Regions from separate parts of the Oryzias latipes genome. Here region 2 is linked to region 1. Evidence: chromatin contacts called from public Hi-C data. All regions are on one chromosome and are shown on one strand. The core of a region is the stretch at or near the end of the contact, and the rest is flanking DNA. Distances in the headings are between cores, read along the strand shown.

What was found. A called contact is a pair of places that touch in the nucleus more often than the background predicts.
Region 2: a Hi-C map of gastrula embryo shows a contact between it and region 1, with 1.9 times the contacts expected there. The contact joins the promoter of meis1 here to the enhancer-like site in region 1. A contact is called at or near these places in 3 of 5 Hi-C or Micro-C datasets (embryo and gastrula embryo).

What each region holds. Positions count from the first base shown.
Region 1 is chr15:11,491,908-11,495,008 of ASM223467v1, reverse strand. All of the region lies in intron 9 of meis1 (homeobox protein Meis1), which reads left to right. Among protein-coding and RNA genes, the nearest start is that of LOC111948784, 16 kb to the right of the region's middle. Within about 2 kb of position 1,413, at least 1 of the 8 cell types and tissues checked has an H3K27ac peak or open chromatin away from gene starts, as enhancers often do. A contact at or near this core is called in gastrula embryo, where this site is marked.
Region 2 is chr15:11,550,419-11,553,519 of ASM223467v1, reverse strand. It overlaps meis1 (homeobox protein Meis1), which reads left to right and starts at 1,438. Exons shown (of 13, transcript XM_023963803.1): 1 at 1,438-2,141. The coding sequence starts at 2,130.

The sequences.
Region 1 (3,101 bases), core at 164-2,663:
CACAGCCGTCATGAAAAGCTGCTTTTCTCTGCGTCCGAATCTGCTGATTCACGTTGATCACGGTTGAAAAAGTTACGTCATGTCACAGAGCGCGTGTTACTCAGAAGCAGCGGACGACATCGCCAGTGGTAAAGGGTTATAGACGTATGTGTTAGCCACATGCACCCGTACGGCGGTTTTAGGGTTGTCTAGGACGTGGACGTCATGAAAATGGACCGTACCGTCGTGATGCTGTCACACCGCGCCTTTTTACGCAGCACTCCAGTCGTTAGTGAGGCGCTGGTTCGGTAAGGAAAGCTGCATGCGTGGGGCGTGCAGGTGACATGTTAGGATGCCAACACAAATGACTCTTGGAATGTCCGATTTCCTCATTTCTAATCGTCACACTTAAAGAGCACCAATGGGCTGCTTCCACAGTACGAAGGGTTTGGTGGGGTTGAAAAAAACCAAAAGATCTTTACCCCTGGATTGTGTGTTGTTTAATTGTTCGCTATGACCTGTCGGCCGCTCCACAAGTCGACCTGCGTGTCGCATATAGACCGCAGACGGCCTGGATACCCCTGTAGGGGCAGTTAAGACTAAGGCTTTAGATTTTGAATCTGCACCTCTGGATGAAACATGCGCCTGCGCACCAGCGCATGCTGTGTCAGATTCATCTTCCGTCAGTCTGGCTTTAATCATCTGATATGGCTGCAGACTTGGGAGGCGTGCGTGCGTGCGTGCACACGTGCAGCAGATACTCACCGTGAATGTGGATCAATGCGAGGAACCTTTGTGTTTCCAATCCGCATCTTTCCACTTGCTGGTTATTAAATGATCTCCCAATTGGTCGCGCAGCCAAGGCGGCTTATGGAAAAGACAATTTCTTGCCTTTAATAGGGCATTTCACGCGAGCCCAGTGCACACCTGTGCACGCGCGGGAGCGGGACATCGGCGAGGTCTGGGCGGGCGCCGTTCTCCTCTGCTTTTTCAAATGTTTTCTGGCGTTTCTCTCTGGACATCAGCGTGTTACCCAGCATCCTTTGTTGCTGGCGGAGGAGCTGGATAGTGCAGCTCATTGTGGCGTGATGGGAGGCAGTGGGGGGGGGGGCATGAGGCTGTAAACACAGCTCCTATAGCACCCGGGGGTCGTGAAAAGGTGAAGCCTCACTCTGCTCTCTTTTCCTGGTTCTGACCACAGCCTCTCCTTCCCTCACAGTCTGTTAGCTTATTAACGGTCACAGCAAGAGTGTCTGGTTTGCAGACCAGTGCCCCCCCCCCCCCCCCCTCCAACTCCTTCTTCTCTCCATCCCTCCGTTCCCTTGGCTGCTATTATGAGAGGCATTTTATCCTTTGTTCCAGGCCCCATGGTGCATCTGGCCTCAGATATGGGGACGACAGGGACAGGAAACCAGCATGAGATTTGAAGGGAGAAGTGTGTGTGTGTTGTGGTGTGTTGTGGGGGGGGGGGTCAGACTGTAGATTTGGGAGGTGGGCTGCCAGTTTCCACCACGCGGGGAAGGAATGATAAGGCAGAGAAAGCAGGAGAAGGAAACCGATAAGAGGAGGCGGCCTTTCTGCTTTTTTTTTTTTTTTTAGCTGTTCTGGTGTCGAAACGTCCCAAACTTTTCAGCACCGCCCTCCTCTCTGCTCTTTGGGATGCAGAACTTTGTTCAGACATATCGTTGCCGTTTGTTTAAGGAAGAAAAGAGATCTCGCCAGTTTTTTCTCCAAATGTTTGTCCAACATTTGTTTGTGTTTTGGGATATTCTCATCTGCTGTCTGCAGCTTCATGTAGCTATTTAGCTAAATGTTATGACTTTTTTTGTCTCTGGAGGCAGAAAAAACAGCTTTTTTTTAGCATAGTTCTATATAAACATTCATATCACACATTTTTGAGACCCCTATCTCATTTCCATGATCCAAATTCTCCTTAAAAACCCATTGTCTAAAATGTGGTCCACATTTTCTGCTCTGTAGTTCACCATCGTTCCACTAGGGGCAGTAGAAGGGCTTTCCCTGGTCTTTTTAAAATGGCTGCCTAAGTGAAATCTCTAAAATGCTTTTGGCGGGAAAAGTTTTCCTGATTTCTAAACTTTGTGGTGGAATAACTCATCTACAGTTGTTCATTTTTTAAACGACTACTTGCTGTGTTGAGGAGAAAGCAACATTGTTGATTATAAATTCTTTATAATCATTTAAAAATGTGTGGATCAAATTTGAGACATTTTCACATCTTGAAGTAAAATTTTTAACAAAGATTTACCAAATCAACCAACATATCATCATAGATACTATCAGTATCTCTTTAAAAATAAATGAGATTGCAAATTTTTGTGTGTGGATTTCATCAAAGGGTTAAATACGACACAATAAAAAAAAATTAATAAATATATGGGAATAAAGTAAAAATAAATTAATAAAGTTAGTTTTGTATAGGTTATAAATTGAGAATTTATGATAAAGTTATAAATAAGCAAACGTGTGTTTGCTAAGAACAAGAACAAAAACAACAAAAAAGAACAAACACGGTGTTTCAGTGTGAGAGATGTAGAGTTCATTGGTTTTACAAATAAGGAAATAAGGAAAGGAGCAAATTAGTCAACACTGACTTATTGTAACTGCAAAGAATGAAATGAATTTAATCACGACTTTTTTCTTACCATTTTACGAGGTTATTTTAATAATATAACTACTTTTTTCTCACAATTTTTTAACTTTTTTCTTAAAAAATTACAACTTTTTTCTAGTAATTTTAGGACTGTCTGTAAATTGTTGTCTTTTTTTCATAATTTTACAATATTTTTGTTTAGGAAATCAACTTGTTTCTCACAACTTTATTTTTGTAAATGTTTGATTTTTTTTTTTATATTTCAGTTTATTTTCATACATTAATCTGCTTTTTTATGCTGTCCCTAATATTCTGTCGTGGTTTAGTTGAAAAAAAATGGAATTTCCCATTTCCCATTTCTGTGTTGTAGTGGACTTTTCCTGCTTAAAGATGGACTCTCAGTATTCTCTACTGTTGTCAAACTTTTTCTTTCGTTAACTTTGCTTTTTGACATTCACATTGTCATTCTCACCCCGTTCATCGTTTTTCAGCCCTTGTTCCAGTTAAATAC
Region 2 (3,101 bases), core at 189-2,688, 58 kb before region 1:
AGACATTTTAACAAGGGAATTTTAAAAAGATTGGCTTAGAATGATAATTTTTAAAATTATTTCAGTTATTTATCTGATGAAAAACGAAGAATTTGAATCAGATTTTAATAACGTTAAGTCTGAAAAGTGTCACAGAAAACTCTCGGTTCTGATTTTGATTAAACTTTTTGAAATGTTTTTAACGCGCAGTTTTTGTTCAGATATACGTGAGGAATATTCACTTTTACTGTGTAAAAATATTCGGAATTACTTACCAAAAATACACCAAACAGTCGCTCCTTTTTGCGTTAAAAGTCTGGGTGCATTTGCTTTAAAAACTGCCATCAACCCCACCACCACGCAGGATGTTTTCCACGTGAAGCCACGCTGTCGTTATGTCAGATGATTGAGAAGGGAAAAAGAAAGAATCCCACTCCAACACAGGTAAACGTTTACGCACCGTTTACCTGTGCGTAAACGGTGCGTAAACGACGCGCAATCGATGCATGGACGAGATAAGGAGAATAAAACATAAATACATTTAAAATCTGCATGAATTTCGGATGAACCTAAACAATAAAAACTTCACAAAACCACAAAAGTGTCATTAACATTTTAATATGCTTGTTTGGTCCTTAATTAAAACATAAATACATTTATAAATAGTAAAGCAAGTGTATATTTATTTTAGGAATTTCAGCCACACATTATTAACACTTTTGATATATTTTCTTAAAATGTAGCAGAAAAACCTTGAAGTTGTTCCGTACTCTTGTAGCTCTAAAAAAATAAAGATTTATTACTCAACTTTTCCGCATTTGGGGGTAATATTATGCACGAGCGCAATCCGAGAGCTCTCTGCGCAAAACGGTCTGCGGCTCCGCGCCTGCTCCAGAATGTGGCCTAGAAAAGCTGATCAATCACCCTCGGATCGATCACGCTGGGAGCCAATAGGGGGCTCACATCCCTCTGCCTTGCTGCCATTGGACGCCCGGTCGGGCTGGAGCGATCCATTCCGCGCTGCTGCGGGGGTGAATGCACGCGCGTGGAGAGATAGTAAAGAAAAGAAAAAAACAACATTCATGAGTTTGAACCTTATGGGAAATTTTCAGCGCTGGCTAAACTTCTGCGCAGAAAACCGTCTGATTGGCTCTTCTGCGCAAGTTTGAAAAGAAATATTGCGGGGAAAAGTGAGAGCTGCAAACGATGCAGATGATGCGGATCCGCGCGTCATGCATGCGCGCAAAACTGATTGCGATCGCCGCTTTATTTTAGTATATCCTTGACGCACCTGACTTCAGAGGCCGAGCCAAGGCAAGCAGGCAGGCAGGGCAGACCCCCCCCCCCTCCCTCATCAGGGTCCTCCCACCCCCTCCTCTCCGCGCCACTTGCTGCAGCCCGGTGCGTTTTGGGAAGACGCGACCTGTTATGGCCGCCACTGCTTCCGGGTTTCAGCAGTCTGGTCCGGATCGACACACGCGTGCATTGGACACAAACGAGGCGCGCACGCACACGCGCTCCAGAAGGACTCGGCATCGATCGTGGCTCCTTTAAGAGAGCCTGAGCAAGTCTCCCCCCGCCTCCCTTCCCATCCACCTCCTCCTCCTCCTCTGATCCACTGTGGACGCGTTTGCATAAGAAAATCAAGCCGGGAGCCGAGAGTGATCAAAGAACCGGAGGAGAGCGGATTCATTTTTAACTCTGACGCTCCGGAGGCGCACGGACCCGCGGAGGCGCGCGCCGGACCATCATTCATCCGGCCACTTTTGACAAGCCCTCGCGGGTTTTTTTTTCCCTTTTTCTTTTTCCCCCTCTTTCTTTCTGACTGACAGGCGGAGCGACAGAAACAACCATGAGAGTCGCCACTTTTCATTGAGGGGCTGTTTCGCCTAAGAAAGGACCCCGGTGCCGCCGCGCAGGGAGGGACAGCCGAGGACGCGTTCGCCGCCGCGCCGGGGCGAAACTTGCGCGAAAGCTGCGGGATCTGCGGGGCTTCGGGAAAGCAGAACGGCCGAGGAGACGAGGAAGAGAAAGGAGGAGAAACTGGGGATTTTCTTTTGCACCAACACCTTCTCGCCTTGTTTGGATTTTCTTGCGCGTCAATCCTGGAGCGGATTTACCCGAACTGAGAGCAGGGAGTCCGGAGGGTTATGGCGCAGCGGGTACGTAGCGCAGCGCTCCAAAAAAACAAAACAAAACAAAAAAGTTCCTCTGCGCTTTGTGACTCGCACGTCTCCACGCACGGACACCAAAGTTTGTTCCGTGACCTCCGGGGTGAGTTCTGGTGCGTGGCTGCGCGCTCCAGGAAAGACCCGGGTTGCGGGAGTCCCCGGACGCGTGATCATGTCTGGGCTCTGACAGGCACAACTGAACTCGAGGCAAAACAAAACGTCACATTTCCAAAATACGCACACAATTGCGCAGTTTAGCTCCTTTCTTTCTTTTTTGAATTTTTTGTTTTGTGGGGCCAAAGGTGAGGGCTGATGCGTGCGCACTCCCCGGGTCTGCCTCAGAGCTGCACAGATCTTCACACGGATAGTTAACCGTGTAAAATCGGACTCTGGAGACTCTGAGCCGCAGCGGGTTTGACGCATGGGGGTAGTGGGGGGGGGGGGGGGGTGCTTTGCACCTCTGTGCCTTTTGGGTGCAAACGCTCAGCTTTAAGTGATAATGCATTTTCCTCTTTCCCTCCCCAACACCAGTTTTGCAGGCATCAATAATTCAGGCAAATTTTCAGGGTGAAAAATTTTCTTCCTCTCCAAACAACTTTAGGAGTTTTTTCCCTGACTGTTAAAGCAAAAGTTTTTTTTTCTTTAGATCCAAACTGCGGCTGCGCGCGTATAGGCCTCTAAAATCAGAAAACTGTAATTAGTTAGCTGGGGACGCGTGCGTGCGTATGCAAAGAGCACAGAGCAGCAGCTTCTGAAATTATTAATTTCATTTTTAAATCAAATATTTTTTAAAGTTTGAATTTTTTTTATCTTCACAAAAAAATGAAACTTTTGAAGACCAAACAGTTTGTTTCATCTTTTTGCGCATAAATAATTTAAATCAAAGTTAAATTAATAAATAAAAGTGAATCTTCTTCTTGTTAAAAATGTAAAATAATTTAAAGTAATTTC